Regions from separate parts of the Sus scrofa genome. Here regions 2 and 3 are each linked to region 1. The links are chromatin contacts, called in public Hi-C maps. All regions are on one chromosome and are shown on one strand. Each heading gives the region's core, a stretch centred on a gene start, on an enhancer-like site or on the middle of the called end of the contact. The rest is flanking DNA. Distances are from core to core; before and after follow the strand shown. Region 1 overlaps TBXAS1 (thromboxane A synthase 1). Region 2 has its middle 52 kb from the start of KDM7A. Region 3 holds the start of HIPK2 (homeodomain-interacting protein kinase 2).

What was found. Hi-C and Micro-C count contacts between places; a contact is called where the count stands out from the background.
Region 2: a Hi-C map of skeletal muscle shows a contact between it and region 1, with 4 times the contacts expected there. The contact joins two enhancer-like sites. A contact is called at or near these places in 2 of 47 Hi-C or Micro-C datasets (liver and skeletal muscle).
Region 3: a Hi-C map of fetal liver shows a contact between it and region 1, with 2.1 times the contacts expected there. The contact joins the promoter of HIPK2 here to the enhancer-like site in region 1. A contact is called at or near these places in 1 of 5 promoter capture datasets (fetal skeletal muscle), 14 of 47 Hi-C or Micro-C datasets (brain, embryonic fibroblasts, fetal heart ventricle and 9 more) and 2 of 2 datasets of contacts at active chromatin or transcription factors (alveolar macrophages and skeletal muscle).

What each region holds. Positions count from the first base shown.
Region 1 is chr18:9,735,262-9,740,103 of Sscrofa11.1, forward strand. The region is part of intron 9 of TBXAS1 (thromboxane A synthase 1); the gene reads right to left. All of the region lies in intron 2 of LOC106508202 (a long non-coding RNA gene), which reads left to right. Among named protein-coding and RNA genes, the nearest start is that of PARP12, 64 kb to the left of the region's middle. Within about 2 kb of position 2,865, at least 31 of the 83 cell types and tissues checked have an H3K27ac peak or open chromatin away from gene starts, as enhancers often do. A contact at or near this core is called in fetal liver, liver, retroperitoneal adipose tissue and 2 more, where this site is marked.
Region 2 is chr18:9,527,370-9,532,211 of Sscrofa11.1, forward strand. No RefSeq gene overlaps it. Among named protein-coding and RNA genes, the nearest start is that of KDM7A, 52 kb to the right of the region's middle. Within about 2 kb of position 2,267, at least 59 of the 83 cell types and tissues checked have an H3K27ac peak or open chromatin away from gene starts, as enhancers often do. A contact at or near this core is called in liver and skeletal muscle, where this site is marked.
Region 3 is chr18:9,938,288-9,943,129 of Sscrofa11.1, forward strand. It overlaps HIPK2 (homeodomain-interacting protein kinase 2), which reads left to right and starts at 2,248. Exons shown (of 15, transcript XM_021078554.1): 1 at 2,248-2,464. The coding sequence starts at 2,446.

The DNA.
Region 1 (4,842 bases), core at 1,615-4,114:
TGCTGTGGCTGTGGTGTAGGCTGGCGGCTACAGCTCGGATTGGACCCCTAGCCTGGGAACTTCCATATGCCGAGAGTGCAGCCCAAAAACAAAAACAAAATAACAAAACACCAGATTCAGAGAGGTTTGTGGCTTGTCTAAGGTCCCTCAGCTAGGATGCCGCAGAGTCAGAAGTAAATGTAGTCTGTACATTCTAAGGCTTTTCCGCCGTGCCCCCCTCCTGCTCACCTTTCCTTCCTCCTTTACTGTCCTTTGTACCTTTTCTGGAAGAATAGTATGCTCGCATAAAAACAGAACACAAGCAGAACATAGCGCTCAGTGAATTTTCACAGGTAAGCACACCTGTGAAATTCGCATCCAGCTCAAGACCAGAAATGGTTGCAGTCCTCCACAGAGCCCCCGGGACCCCTTCTGCTCCCAGCCCCCGAAGAGTAACTGTTGTCCGACTTCTAACACAAGAGGTTATTTTGCCTTTTTATTTTTAAAATTTTTTTAATTTTTAATTTTTTTTTTTTTTTGGTCTTTTTACCTTTTCTGGGGCCGCTCCCACGGCATATGGAGGTTGCCGGGCTAGGGGTCTAATTGGAGCTACAGATGCTGGCTTACACCAGAGCCACAGCAATGTGGGATCCCAGCCGCGTGTGCAACCTATACCACAGCTCACGGCAACACCGGATCCTTAACCCACTGAGCAAGGGCAGGGATCGAACCTGCAACCTCATGGTTCCTAGTCGGATTCGTTAACCTCTGAGCCACAATGGGAACTCCTATTTTGCCTTTTTAAAAACTTTATGTAGGAGTTCCCATCGTGGCACAGTGGAAATGAATCCGACTAGGACCCATGAGGATGCAGGTTCGATCCCTGGCCTCGCTCAGTGGGTTAAGGATCTGGTGTTGCCGTGAGCTGTGGTGTGGGTCGAAGATGAGGCTTGGATCTTGAGTTGCTGTGGCTGTGGTGTAGGCCGGTGGCTGCAGCTCCGATGAGACCCCTAGCCTGGAAACCTCCATATGCCGCAGGTGCCGCCCTAAAAAGACCAAAAAAAAAAAAAAAAAAAAAAAAGATTTAAAAACGTCATGTAAAGGGAACCTCCAGTATGTAGGCTTTTGTATCTGCGTCCCCATGTTCCCTCTTGTGTCTCTGAGACCCATCCGTGCGGTGGTGTGAGGGTAGTGTGCCTGCTCCGACGGTTGTGTGACGCTCCACATCTAGTCGTCCTCCCCGCTGTGGGTGGACATTTGCGTTGTCCCCAAGTGGGGACATTATGAATAAATTGGGATGTTCTTGCTTTTAGTGAACGCGAGTCTCACTTCCCTTGGGTGTATACCTAGGAGTGGAGTTGCTGTGTCCTAAGGGGTGTGTACGGTCGTAGAAACTGTGAATAGTTTTACAAACTGGTTGTACGCACTGCCTAAATTTTAACAGTGAACCTGTTGAAAGGCAGCATGTTGACACCCCCGTCCCCTCTATTTACTCCCACTGTGGGTCCCCGCCCCCCGCAATGTGCCCCTTCCAGTGTGCTGAAGTGTCACCACTATCTCTATTTCAGGAAAGGGTTGAGAGAAAAAAATAATGGATTATTTTGGGAGCTGAGTTATTTATTCCTTGTTTTTTTTGCTTTTGCTTTTTAGGGCCCCACCCATGGCATACGGAGGTTCCCAGGCTAGGGGTCGAATTGGAGCTGCAGCTGCTGGCCTAAACCACAGCCACAGCAACGCCAGATCTGAGCCGTGTCTGCGACCTACACCACAGCTCACAGCCACGCTGGATCCTTAACCCACTGAGAGAGGCCAGGGATAGAACCCGCAACCTCATGGTTCCTAGTTGGATTCATTTCCAACATGCCACAACGAGAACTCCATGATTTATTTATTCCTATGGTGTATATGGGAGAAGAGGGGGTAGGAAAATAAGACACATCTAATGACCTAATTTCAAAAAAAGTCTCAATTATCAGACACAAGCCTGCAAAAGCGTACAACAGCTTCCAACATCAACTAGCTTCAAGTTGTTGAATTAGCCACTGCCTGTAATATACAAGGTCCAGTTCTCTCCATCAGCGTGGATCAGTCACCGTTGATTATATGCGATGTTTAAAGAAATCAGCCCCTGAGTAAATGAGAGCTAAATCACCCGCCCGCTTCCTCTGCACTGGAGGAGGGTGCGTGGCATTCATCTGCAGAGAAATTCTTTTTTTGTTGTTCCCTCTCACCTCAGATAGATGTTGAGTACCTGATACGTGCTTAGCAGAGTGCTGGGGGTAGAGAAGAGAAGGAAAGAGGAGAGAAGATACTGTCCCAGACCATACGACTTATTATTTTCTTGGGAAGCCATCGACTTGTTCAAAGACTTGTTATTTGGCAGTAGGGACCTACTGAAGGTTTTTGGCAAGTATAGGTAATGTGGTGAGAACGGTATTTTGTGATTGTGGGTGTGTGGTCGGAGAGCTGGGGGAAGCAGGGCCAGAAAACAGGAGGCTTTTGCAGTAGCCCTGGCAGAAGTGATGAGCCGTGACGACCATGTCAGCGGCCAGAGAGGAAAAGGGGCTTGAATCCGGGGAGCAGCGTAAGCAGCGATTCTCCCTACCGGCTGCTTGCTGCTGCTGCTGGTCCCCGCCTTGAAATAGCCCATTGGAACGGGTCTGGACTGGGCACAGGAATCAGTATGGTTTTAAAAGCTCCCGAGGTAATTCTCGAGTGCAGCCTGGATCTAGAGGCATCTGTGTAAAGGAAGACTTGCTGGGGAGACGAAGGGGTGAAGGGGTGAAGGGGTCGGGGGATGAAGAGAGCAAAGCGACTCCTAGGTTTCATTCCTCGGTGGCTGAAAGGTGGAAAGGACTTGGCCGGGGCTGCCTCCTGCTGGCGGGGCTGGGCTGGGGCCCCAGCGGGAGATGGTGTCCTGTTCAGCCCCCAGAGGTGCCGGAGGCCTCTGGGATGGAGGCAGGAGAGAAGGGCATGCCCCTGACCTTGGAACAGTAAGGACTGACCAGGGGAAGCTGGCAGAGCGGCTGGAAAGGCCAGGGCGTCAGTCACCCGTGGGAGGGAGGTGCGGCCAAAGCCAGCCTCCCAGGGGTTGAGAGACGGAACTAGAGGCAGGGAGGTAGGACTGACACGCTTCTCTGGGGGCACCTGGAAAGAATCCTGGAGAACAGAGCCAACCAAGGAGAGAAATGAGGGCCCTGTCACCTGAGTGGCAGGCACGTGACGAAAGAAAAGGATATGCTACTCTTGTCGTTCCTGAGGGTAGAATCAGGCTGGACAGTGAGTCCCACGGAGGATTTTGACAACATGCAGAAGCCTGGCTGGAGCTTCCCATCAAAGCGGGCAAGCCCGGGCCCACTGGAGATTTTCAAAAGCTGTTATGGAGCATCTGAAAAGGTCACCGTCAGATATTTATGGATCCCCTCATGCAAAGGAGGAGGGTAACCCCTCGGCGCCTTCCGTGTCTGGGATGGTCGGACACATCCCGAGCACGCCCTGGCCCACCCAGGGACAGCCTGTGACATCAGATCCTGGTCACTCTGCCAGGCCCAGGAAACGCCACGTGACGGTGGAGAGCGGTCAGCTTCCTCTGTTTATCCCCCGGCCCAGCCCCCAGCGTCCCCGTCCCGCATCCTGTGTGCATCTTGGTTGATAATTCAGTCTAAAAGCCAGAGCCTGGGTCACTTACTGTTTGGGGAAATGGTAAACAAAGATAAGAGCTTTAAGCACTGGAATTTATTTTTCATCCACTTGGCCTAAAAGCAACTGCATGTTAAATTTAGAAGGCAGCCTCCAGACCCCTCCGGGCCCTCCCGTTTCCTGCCTCCTCTTCACCGCCCATGCTCAGAACACCGGCTCGCTGACCATGGAATCTGAAATGCTTTTGTAAAGCCCAGGAGTCTTTGGAGGCTGCCTGCCTGGATGTTTATAAAATGTATCATCTGAGCGCCTGGGAGAGAGGGGCTGTGTCCTCGGTAGCACCACCCGGCGAAGCCGCCTTGACTCAGATGTCTCCCGGGGCGAGGTGGCCGGTGCTTCTGCCTCCCCACTGTCGCGGGCTGAGATGCTCCCCAGGGAGGGAACCACGTTTCCAGCAGGCCACCTTCCAGTTTATTTACAAAGGTCTCCCCCTCGCCTGGGAGCCCATAATGGAACAGCTCTCTTTTCTCTGTAGGTTAAACCCCTTTTGCCACAGTCCAAGAACCTGTAGAAATCCTTTTGTTGGCCTGGAATTCTGTTGTATTGAATATTGTTGGAAATAAATGAGCCATTGTCTGGGCTGAGAATTTTCTGGCTAGATAGAGATCTCCACTGTGATGCGATTTATTGTAGCAGGATTTTTTTTTCCCCCAGCTCATTTTAAATTCTCTGCTCAGTCCATTTTCACAGCTCAGGATGTAAGTGGGGAGGGCTAGGCCTGAGCTAAAAAAAAAAGAAGAAGAAAAGAAAAGAAAAGAAATCTCCTTTCCCAAGAACCTTGTCCAGAAGCTTAGGTGGCGTCGGGTATATCCGTCGGCCACTTTAGCGGACAGGAAGGTCCCCCACTGCTCTTGGCACGTCCATGACTAGGAGAAAAGTACAGAGACTCTGGGTGTTACTGGAGTTCCACCTTCGCATGGTTCAGATGAAAAGCCACAGCCCAGAGAGCGAAGGTGGCCGGTCCTCACTGTAGCCCACACTGAAATTCTCAGTTGTCACTCTTAAAAAAGTCCATTAAACCAGCTAAGCGTTAAAATAAACCCAACCCTAGGTAAAAGTAAGTTTTGAAGTTATATATATATATACATAAAGTCTAAAGAGCAATTTACCATTTTTTAAAAAATAACTCTTGACATTTTGAAATTCACGACCGGCAGGCAGAAT
Region 2 (4,842 bases), core at 1,017-3,516, 210 kb before region 1:
AATCCAGGTGCAATCAATTTTAATAATGTATTTGATTTAACTCAACAGATCCAAAATATTATACTATGTAACCAGTGTTGAAGGTATTCCTGAGCTATTACATTTTTCCCTTTACGAAGTCTTTGAAATCCAATGGGAATTTTGCGCTGACTGCACATCTCAATTTGGTAGTCCAAGTGCCAAGTGCTCCACAGCCACATGTGACGGGTGGCTGCTGTCTTGGACAGCTCCCATCTAGAGGGGAAGGCGTGATACATGGACAAAAAGCGAACAGTGTCCATTGATCAGAAGAGAAGGTATATAAGATGTGAGTCACTGACCTAATCTCCAGAGTACTGACCTGAAATTTTTATTTTGGTAAAAGTAAGGTACCTCCCAATTTCAGTTCCCTACCCTGTCTTCCTCTAAGGTCTTAGATGACTCAAGACAGAAGTTTCCTACCTTGAGGGCTTTTACTTCCCCTTGGGGCTCGCTCATGAATGGAGTTGCCATTCAGCACCCTCTGAGGCAGTGTGAACGTCTGAGTAACAAGTTCCTCATGTGATCAACAATCTGCCGATTTCACCCCGGAGTTAACCCAAACTTTCTGACACAAGTCTTTCTATATCTGTGAGTTCCCAACCCGGCTAGTCATCTGAATCACTTCAGAGTATTTAAAACAAATGTCATCCTTCCAGGACCTTCTGAATCACAATCCAGAGGTGTGCTCAGTGATGTGCCTTTTTAAAAGTCTCAGCAGGAGTTCCCATGGTGGCTCAGCGGTAATGAACTTGACATGTATCCATGAGGATGCTGTTTCGATCCCTGGCCTCGCTCAGTGGGTTAAGGATCCGGCGTTGCCATGAGCTATGGTGTAGGTCACAGATGTACCTCAGATCTGGCATTGCTATGGCTGTGGTGTAGGCTGGCAGCGGTAGCTGATTCGACCCCTAGCCTGGGAACTTCCATATGCCGCATGTGCGGCCCTAAAAAGAAAAAAAAAAAAAATCTCAGCAGATACCTGTGGTGGGCATTCAGCCTTGGGCACCAGCGAGGCTTATACACTTTGCTGAACAGGCCAGAGACCTCATCTGGCACCGTGGCAGAGACTTAGTGAGTCCTGGAGTGACAGATCCTCTGGGAGTAAAATTCCTTTTAACCATGTCACTGTGGCCACAGGAGGGGTGGGATGTTTTTGTGATGGCCTGACGGCAATGGCTGAGGTGGAGGCCTCAGAGGTCCCAGGGGTGTAGCTTATTTTAGGCAGGCAGAGCCTAGCACACAGGGCAGGATGCAGTTTCTCCATTGGGGACCAACATGAGAGAAGACAGAGAGGGCCCCGGGTCTCCAGTTGGCCTGAGGGGTGTGGGTGAAGGGGAAGCCCACAGCTGGTAACCCATCCTCCCTCCTCATTCTGCTTTTACCTGTGGTACTGCCTTTCTTGGCAGCGAGTCAACAGAACCTCATGTACACACAAAGGGGTATAATAGCAGAGCGAGCCTGTGTTTCAAGGGGCAATTTGAGAGAGCAATGACTAAGGGAAAAAAAAAAAAAAAAAAAGAATTAACCCCGTCCTGCTGGATTTTATTTTAACTGCTGGGTGTGTCCTAGGCACCTGGATCAGGAAGCAGGCCTGGGTTTCTGCCTCTGATAAATTTAAAGAGCCCCGGATTCGCAGTCCGGACACCCGAGTTCTAGTCTCCACGCTCTCACTAACAGCTATGTCACCTCGGGTATGTGATTTAATTTATCTGAGCCTCCCTTCTCTCACTGGTAAAATATAATAATAATAATACCTTTCTGTTAGGTTATGGTGATTACTGAATAAAGATCACGCATTTGAAAGCAATTTGGAAATCGTAAAGCACGACACAAACGCAAGGTGCTAACGTTTACAGGAGGGAAAATGACGCGGGACATAGAACGGAGAAACCCTTCATCCGCTTCTGAGCTGCTCAGGTCCGGAAGCGCATTTCCGCCCCTCTGCTCTCCTCCCTTTCCTCCTGTGTCCGCTCCACCGCCCCCTTACAAACAGCAGGCGCTCTAATCCAAATGAATGAATAAATGAACTTGCTCCTGGTGTTTTGGCCCTTGACACACACCTGTCCTGGGCTTCTGGGGCAGCAGCCCCGCAAAGAAAGCGCTTGGCCAGATCTCCATAAATGTTTCCAATGGCAAGTCGTCCGCCGGCGGCAGGTTTCCATTGGTTCGGGACCCCTTTGCGCTTCTCTCTCATTGGCTGGCTGCTGCCGGGATGAGGGACGGCTTCTCTGCGGCTCACCACTTAGGGCCGCTAGCGCCTTCGCCACCCCCTGTCCCCATCAGTCCCTGGGAGCGCCCTCCTCTTCGGCGCGCTCTGTCTGTCCCAGGCCACAATTCTAGTCCTTGGCTCAGAACCTACAGCCTCCGCTCAAATCACGTCCTTTGGGAAACGTTCCCCAGCTGAATCCAGCCATCGCTGGTCCCTTAAAGGACTTCTTTCTGGTCCTCCACTCAGGGGCGGAGCATCACTCTCAGGGCCACGCGAGCTGGGCCTTTGTCGCTTTCTCAAGCCCGCACCGGCTGCATTAAAATGCCCAGGCTCCTTTCTAACCCTTCCCTTCTTCAGTGGACTGAAGAGAGCTGGGGTTTAAATGCACGGGGCCCTAGTCAACAACCGAATAAAGTGGAAAATTTTTTCATCACCTACAGAAAGTATTTTCACCCGGCCGGAACAGCATCCTAGAGCACGCTTATTTTAGCACTACCAAGCTAAAGAACACGGGTGCAGTCTCTAGCGCCTCCCCCCACCCCCACGCACTTCCCATCAGGGTGCATTGTTCCCGGCCTCCCCGGGCAGCAAACCCCGCAGCCCGGCCTGCGCGCCTCTGCAGCCCCGGCCCCACGGACCAGCTGCAGCTGCCAGGCCCGGCCACCCCATCCTCAGCTCCGCGGAGCACTCGGCAGGGGCGCGGGCGGGGCCGGCGCTGCCAATCACCGTGCGGCGCACGTGCGGCACGTCTCCGCATCCCTCCCCCCGCTCCGGCGCCCGCTGGGCTGGGGGTGCGCCCGCTGGAGGTGCGGCGGGGTGGGAGGTGTGACGGTCCGGGGGTCTTGGGTGTGCTCAGGATCTAGGGATGCCAGCGCGCTGGGGGTCCCGGCTGTGCGCAGGGGCCGAGGAGGGTGTGCACGCGCGGGATTGAGGGGCTCTGCAGGAGTCTGGGGGATGGGAGTGTGCGGGGATGGCAGGTTCTTAAGGGGTCTGGAGGGTGCGGGCAGGCGGGCGGTGGGGGGTGGCGGTGAACAGGATGTGAAGAGGGTGTGAACGCGCAGGGGTCAAAAGGGATGCCTCAGGGTCTTGCAGAGGGCCGGAGGAGCGCGAGCGCGCTAAGCTCATATACAAGGGGCCCACTGGGGTATCCGCCGCCGCCGCCGCCGCTCAGCCGCCTTCCTAGTTATAAAAGGGAGCGCCAGGACACTCCCCAGTCGGCCTCAGCCTGCCTCTGTCTGCCCCTGGCCGCAGACAGGTGGGGACTGGTGTGATGTCCCGCGTGTGTATCTCCTGCCCGCTTAGCCGGGGGCCCAGGGCGGGAGGGCGGAGAGGGGGGCTTCAAATGCTGCATCCAGGGTACCTGTTGAGGAGAAAGCAGAAGGTTTTAGGCACTTCCTCCACCACTATCCCCCGTTGCCTACCCACCATGGGCCAAAAGAGGAGTGTTTTAGGCTGTGATGTTTAAACACAGAACCATCCAATGTGTAAGCCGAAGGACGGAAGCCCCGGGAGTCAGAGCCGTCGGCGTGGACACGACAGCGGGCAGAAAGGAAAACCGGGCGCGGCCGGCGCGGGAACAGACATTACTGATGGTCCCCTCTGGTGGGATTGCCTGGCCGCTTGTAGATGTACAGGGAAGTTAGGAAGGCGTGGGACCAACATCCTCTGTGCAGAGCGGCGCCTTCTTTCTCGGGTGCACTGCTTGGTCCTGGAAAGGTCTGAGTCCCAGGGAGGAAGCCAGTTGGATGTAGCCACTGCGTTGCGAGTCCCCCGAGGTGTATTACTGTTTACCCTCCTTGAAAGGCTCTAACAACTTCCGGAAGAGGCACTCCCTTTGAAGTGTGGGCAGCATTTCGGCTCCTCTGACTTCGCGTTGTCTCCTTTGATGTGGGGGTGACGCCAGGCTTAGCAGAGACTGGCTCCTGGGATCAAGAGATCAAACAGCCCTCCAAGTTCACCTCCGCCAGGACAGGCTGATTGAAATACTCTAGAATGATCGCAAAACGTTCCATTTCCTGCTCCTGTCTAATTAATGCAGTACATAGTTTTCAAATGTATCGTTCAGTTCTCTGTATCTATGAAATACCCACGGAAAACTGGGCTAAAGTGCTCTCCCTAGGTTCCTTCATTCCCTCATCCTGACAGCATAGGTATTGTCCTCACTTTAGAAGGAAAACGTGAAGTTCAGGGACGGTGGGACTGTGCCCCCTTTCCTGATCACCTCCTCACTAAGAGTTGATTGGGCGAGTCCGATGAATCAAACCACCTCAAACACAACAGTGCCTGGATTACAGTCAGCACCCCATGGAAGGTTAGCTGATGGTCTCATCCCTGTTGTGATTACAAATAAGAAACGTAGGCGTTCCCTCTATTGCGGTGGCAAGTTCTACAAGAGTCACAGGCAGCAGACCTCGATGCCTTCTTTTAGAAATGTTTAGGGTTCGGCTGTCTTCTGGTTCGAGCCATCTCCAAATGGTATTGGGGGTGGAATTCTTGAGCAAGATGCTCCGTGACAAACTGAGCAGAGAGATTTGCTCTGACTTATCTGTCCTTCCTTCCCCAATGGGGAGGGTCTCAAAACGTGCCCTCCAGCCCTCGGCTGGATGCTTTGA
Region 3 (4,842 bases), core at 998-3,497, 200 kb after region 1:
TTTATCTGGTGGGACCTCAGGCTGTTTTGTGGAGGAAATGAGTCAGACCAGACACAGGTGGAATCTGGTTAAGGAGAGAAGATGGAGAAGGCTTCCTTGGTGGGAGAGTGGCAGCTTGGGCAAAGGCACAAAGGCACAGCTGGCCAAGGCTGGCAGAGGACCACGAGTAAACCAGTTTGGCTGGAGAGGCAGTGACTTGCTGAACTCATGTGCTTGGAAAGTCAGAACCTGACTTTCTTGAATAAGAGCCAAGGAGCTGGGCAACTCGGTCCTATAGCCAGAGGTTGACTCTTTCAAGGGTATTAGCAGGAGTGTGGCATGGTCAGAACTGTGTGAACCCCCCCCCCCCCCGCCGCCGTGGACTATAGCATAACTACATGGTGTTATCTCTGTAAGGGCTCAGGATCTGGCCCTGGAACCGCCACACGGCATGGATGTAGCCAAACACTTAAAAAACAAAAGCAAAAACAAAACCGTGTGTTATGGTAAACTGGGCTAAGACCTGATGAAGGTGGCAGGTGGATAGACGGAAGGGATGAATGAATGGTATGAAGCAAAGAACACCAGAGTGGGAGTTGAGAGCTTAACCCTAAGACTTAATACCATTGGGCAATATACTTCACTTCCCTGGGCCTCATCTTTTCTATTTTAAAAGGGTTGGGTGGGGGGACAGACTATCTCTGAGGCCCCTGTTAGCCATGGTAGTCTAGGATTCCGCACATGTGAGTGACATTAGGCTAAGCGCAGTGGTGGAAGCTGTAGCACAGAAGACAGAGGCAAGGAGGATAGATGGGAAAGTCCAAGGTCATCCTGAGCAAAGGCTGGTGGGGGTGGGCGGGTGGGGGTGGAAATGATGTGCAACTAACAAAACTAGGTAAGTGTGTGAACAGGCTTCGGGGATTTTGGGGGGAGAAGGTTGTCACAGGGTATGGAGGTTGGGAAGGATAAGAGGTAGTGGGAAGACAATGGGTTCCTTCATTATTGTAACCCCCGACATACAGATTTTAAACTTTTTTGAGTCCTCTGACGCGGAGAGGGAAATACAACTTACATCGTTGTCCAGTATGGATAACTGAAAACAGAAGGTTTATGAAACAAATAGTTACTCTTACTACGGGCAGTGGGGTCTAATATTTTCTATTCTAGTGCGTTTGATTATTTTAAATAGCTGATTGCCATCCATTGAATGTCTTTCTTGATCAGTTAATGCGTCACGACCCACAGTTTTTAAAACACTGGCTAAGAGGAGACTCAGGTCTTAGGTGGGGGGCGATGGCAGGGCATCTACCAAAGAATCCAAGACGAAGCCGCAGGAGTGCACTGGCGAGGCTCCGGGCTGCGGAGAGTCTGGAGAGTGTAGAGTTGAAGGGAGAGAGTGTTGAGGAAGGCAGGGGCCTGGGAGGAAGTCGGTGGAACACCCGCCCAGGTGATAGGCGCGGGGAGGAGTGCCCTCCGGACCCCGTGGCCGAGGGGACAGGGCGGAAGCAGATTCCCGCAGGAATCCAGCGACCACCCTGCGTTCCCTAAGCGAGCGCGGCATGGCTTCTGCATCTCCGACCTCGTCGGGATTTGAAAAGCTCCTCCACTCTCGCATTCCCGCCCCCCCGGGGGAGGGCGGGCGCCCCCTGCTCCATTCATCCCTCCCCCCGCCCCCGCGCCCCGACCCCGGGCAGCGCCTGCCAGGTGCGCGACGGCTAGACGCCGCCGGCCGGGGCTCCCTTTCCAGGGCAGCCCCTCCCGCCCAGCCGGCGCGCACACGCAAAGTTCGGCGGCGGCCGCCCCTGCGGGCCCGCTCTCCTTTGCCAATCAGAATCCAAGGGTGCGCACCGCCGCCCTCCCTCGCCGGCCCGGCTTCCTTTAATCCGCGCCCCCACCCCACCCCCCGGCCGGCTCCTGCCCTCCGCTCGGCCTTCCCCGCCTCGCATCCGTGCCATCGGCGCTCGATTGCGCGCGGACTCCGCTCCCCGGCTCGCTCGCTGGCGCGCGCTCGGCCGCCGCTCCCGCCCCCGCCCCCGCCCCTCCCCCGGCTCCTCCCGCCCCTCCTCCGCCTCCCGTGCAACTTTTGCCGAAGCCCCCACACACAGCCATGCTGAGCTGAGCCCCGGCCGGGGACTGGCCGCGCGCTGCCCGCCCCGGCTCCCGCCCCACCGCGGACCCGCTCGGGGGCCGCGGCCGCTCGGCCCTCGGCCTCGGCCGCTGCGCCCGCCCGGCCGCCCCGGAGCCCCGCGCAGGGCCCGGGCCGCGGCGGCGGCGGCGGCGGCGGCGCCCGGCCCCCTCCCCCGGCGCCGGCCAAGTGAGGCGGTGATGCGGGCGCTGGCGGCCCCGGCTGCGCCGAGAGCGGAGACACAGGCTCAAGATGGCAGATTCCGACTGAGGCTGGGGGGGCCGAGCTCGCGCGCCGCGTTCCCTTCTCCGTTGCCATGAATCGCGGACACCCCGGCCCCGATGGCCCCCGTGTACGAAGGTAAGGGGCGCCGGCCCGCCGGCCCCGTTCGCCCCGCGCCGCCCGGCCGCCGCGGCCCCCGCAGCTTTGTTCTGCCCGCGGCCCCCTCGCCAGGCAGCCCCCGGCCCGCAGCCCCCGGGCGCCCGGCCTCCGCGCCCCACCCCCGGGGCTCGAACCGGCTGCCCGCCCCCTCCCCGCCGCCCCCTCCGTTGCCCGGCGAACGACCGGGCTCCGGAATCGAACAGATCTAATTTCCAGGGTGGAGAAAGAGGCGGGGGGGTGGGGTGCGAGGGTGGGCTAGTGCCCGAAGAAAAGATATTGGGAGGGGGCGCCGGGGCAAAGACCGATCCATGACGGTGCTTTTTATTTATTTGTAATAAATAAAGGTGATGCGCTGTAGCTTTCCTCCCCACCCCCCCGCGAGAAAATTACCTTTCGGATGATCTGCTTTCCACTCTGTCCTCACAGCTCCCTTCCATTTCCCTCCATTCCCACCCCACGCTCCTTTATTCTTCGCCAGCCTCTGGTTTTGGGGGGGCTGTCGGATCGGAATGTACCGGGTTAGGTGATGAGAGGGGGAGAGAGAGGGAAAAAGTCCATTTCAGACCCAGGCAGAACAATGAAATTGGCTAAAATCTGCCCGCAGCAGCGTGTGTAAGGGAGAATGTAGTTTAGGTTTTCAGGTCGGGGAGGCAGCCAGGAGGTTTGTCTCGCTGGATCTGGGTAAACCTGCGCCGTGCACCTTCACCTGGCGTTGGGTGCTTTTTCTGATCTGATCTGTCTTTAGGAAGAAAGAAAAGAACGGAAGGCAGAAGCACCGCGTTTCCCCTGCACTCTTTCGTTTCTCTTCAGTCAGTTCTGTCAGCTTCCACCCCGAAATCAAACCGGAATCAACTAAGTTTTTACACTTCGGTGTGTTTTTTGTATGTGTGTGCTTGTAGTACGAGGAATTTTGAACCAAAGGGTGCCTGATTTTTTTTTTTTCCAGTCCTTTTCATCGTGAAAATGTTTTTCTCATGAAATCATGGAAATAGCAGCCTTTACATACTTTTAGCGTCAGTCCATCTGGCTTTCTTTCGGTTTTGTTCAGATATTCTGTGGATGAAATAGCAAATGAGAAGGGCAAGGGTTTGTGGGGAACAGAGGAGGGGCAAGGAGAGGGGCTTTTAATTCTTTTATAAACCCAGAGAACATTCGTGGCCAGTGAGACAGGGAGCACATTAATAGTTTTCTCGCTGTTATAAAGGGAGATTAAAAAAAAAAAACTTATCTGAAAAGAAAATCCGTTATTAGTTCCAGGGCTCCAGATGAATTAGGGTTCTGGATGGAATAAAGTTACCAGTCAGGCCCTGGATAACAAGGCTGTAAATAACCTATGGACTGTAAATATTTTTTTTCAGACTCTCCTAGAAACAAAGGGGCCTGTTTAGAAGGCAACAGAGAGATGTTATTCCAGGGGCTTTCCTCTCTGATTCTGAAGAACACAAGGTCCATTTAACCATTCGACAAAACAAAACGAAATTTCTGATCACTCCACCACACAGGATGGAGCATGCCGGTGGCTCTATGAACATGCTAGGAGGACCCGGTCGGCGTTCATTGTTCGCCTGTGTCTCTGGGAGGGGGCTACAGTCAATGCTCCCACTGTCTATGGAGTGTTAAAATGAAACAATTTTCTCTTTATTAAGTACCTCTTTGAGACTCCCTCTGCTGGACACTCTGGGTGAGCATTGGAGAAGGAACTTGGCATTGAATTTGTAACTAGAGTAGACGGCTGCTTTCCTTTTCACAGGGGGGCCGGGGATGCCGGTTGGGTTGTATTTTGTCAACTTTGTCGAAAGCCGTCTTGGGAACCGTGCGGTTCCCTTCGTGTTCCTTTCATTCTAAATACCTCGGAGGCCAACACTTGGCACTCCTGTCCTTCCTACAGTGTTCTTTTAGCGCAGGACTCCGGATCAAGACCTGTGGGTGAGTAAGGTGTTGTGGCTTAAGAATCAGCACCGATCTCAAAGGTCTCGGGAGCTCCCTGTTGTTATTTGCAAACCTGCCTTCTGTGTCCCGGGTGACCTCCGTGGTCACCTCCGTCAACCCCAGGTCCCCCTTGGTCTTCTCTGTGTGCTGTCTTCATTAATCCTGTGCTTTGTGCCCTTCGATTCTGCGAGAGTTTCTGCACAGCTCGGTAGTTCTTTTCCTAGTCTGCCTCCTCACCCCTGCTGAGCCAGTCCAGCATTCCTCTGCACAAGCCTAGGCCCCTGGGGCTTTGTGGAAAGAGACCGTTGGTCATGCTCTAAAACAGACGGATGACCTCTGTCGTCAAACATCGTGTTGCTGGAACCCACATTCGCTTCCTGTGTTGAGTGCCTCTAAGACTCCAGTGACCTCCTTTTTCCCTCCTTGGC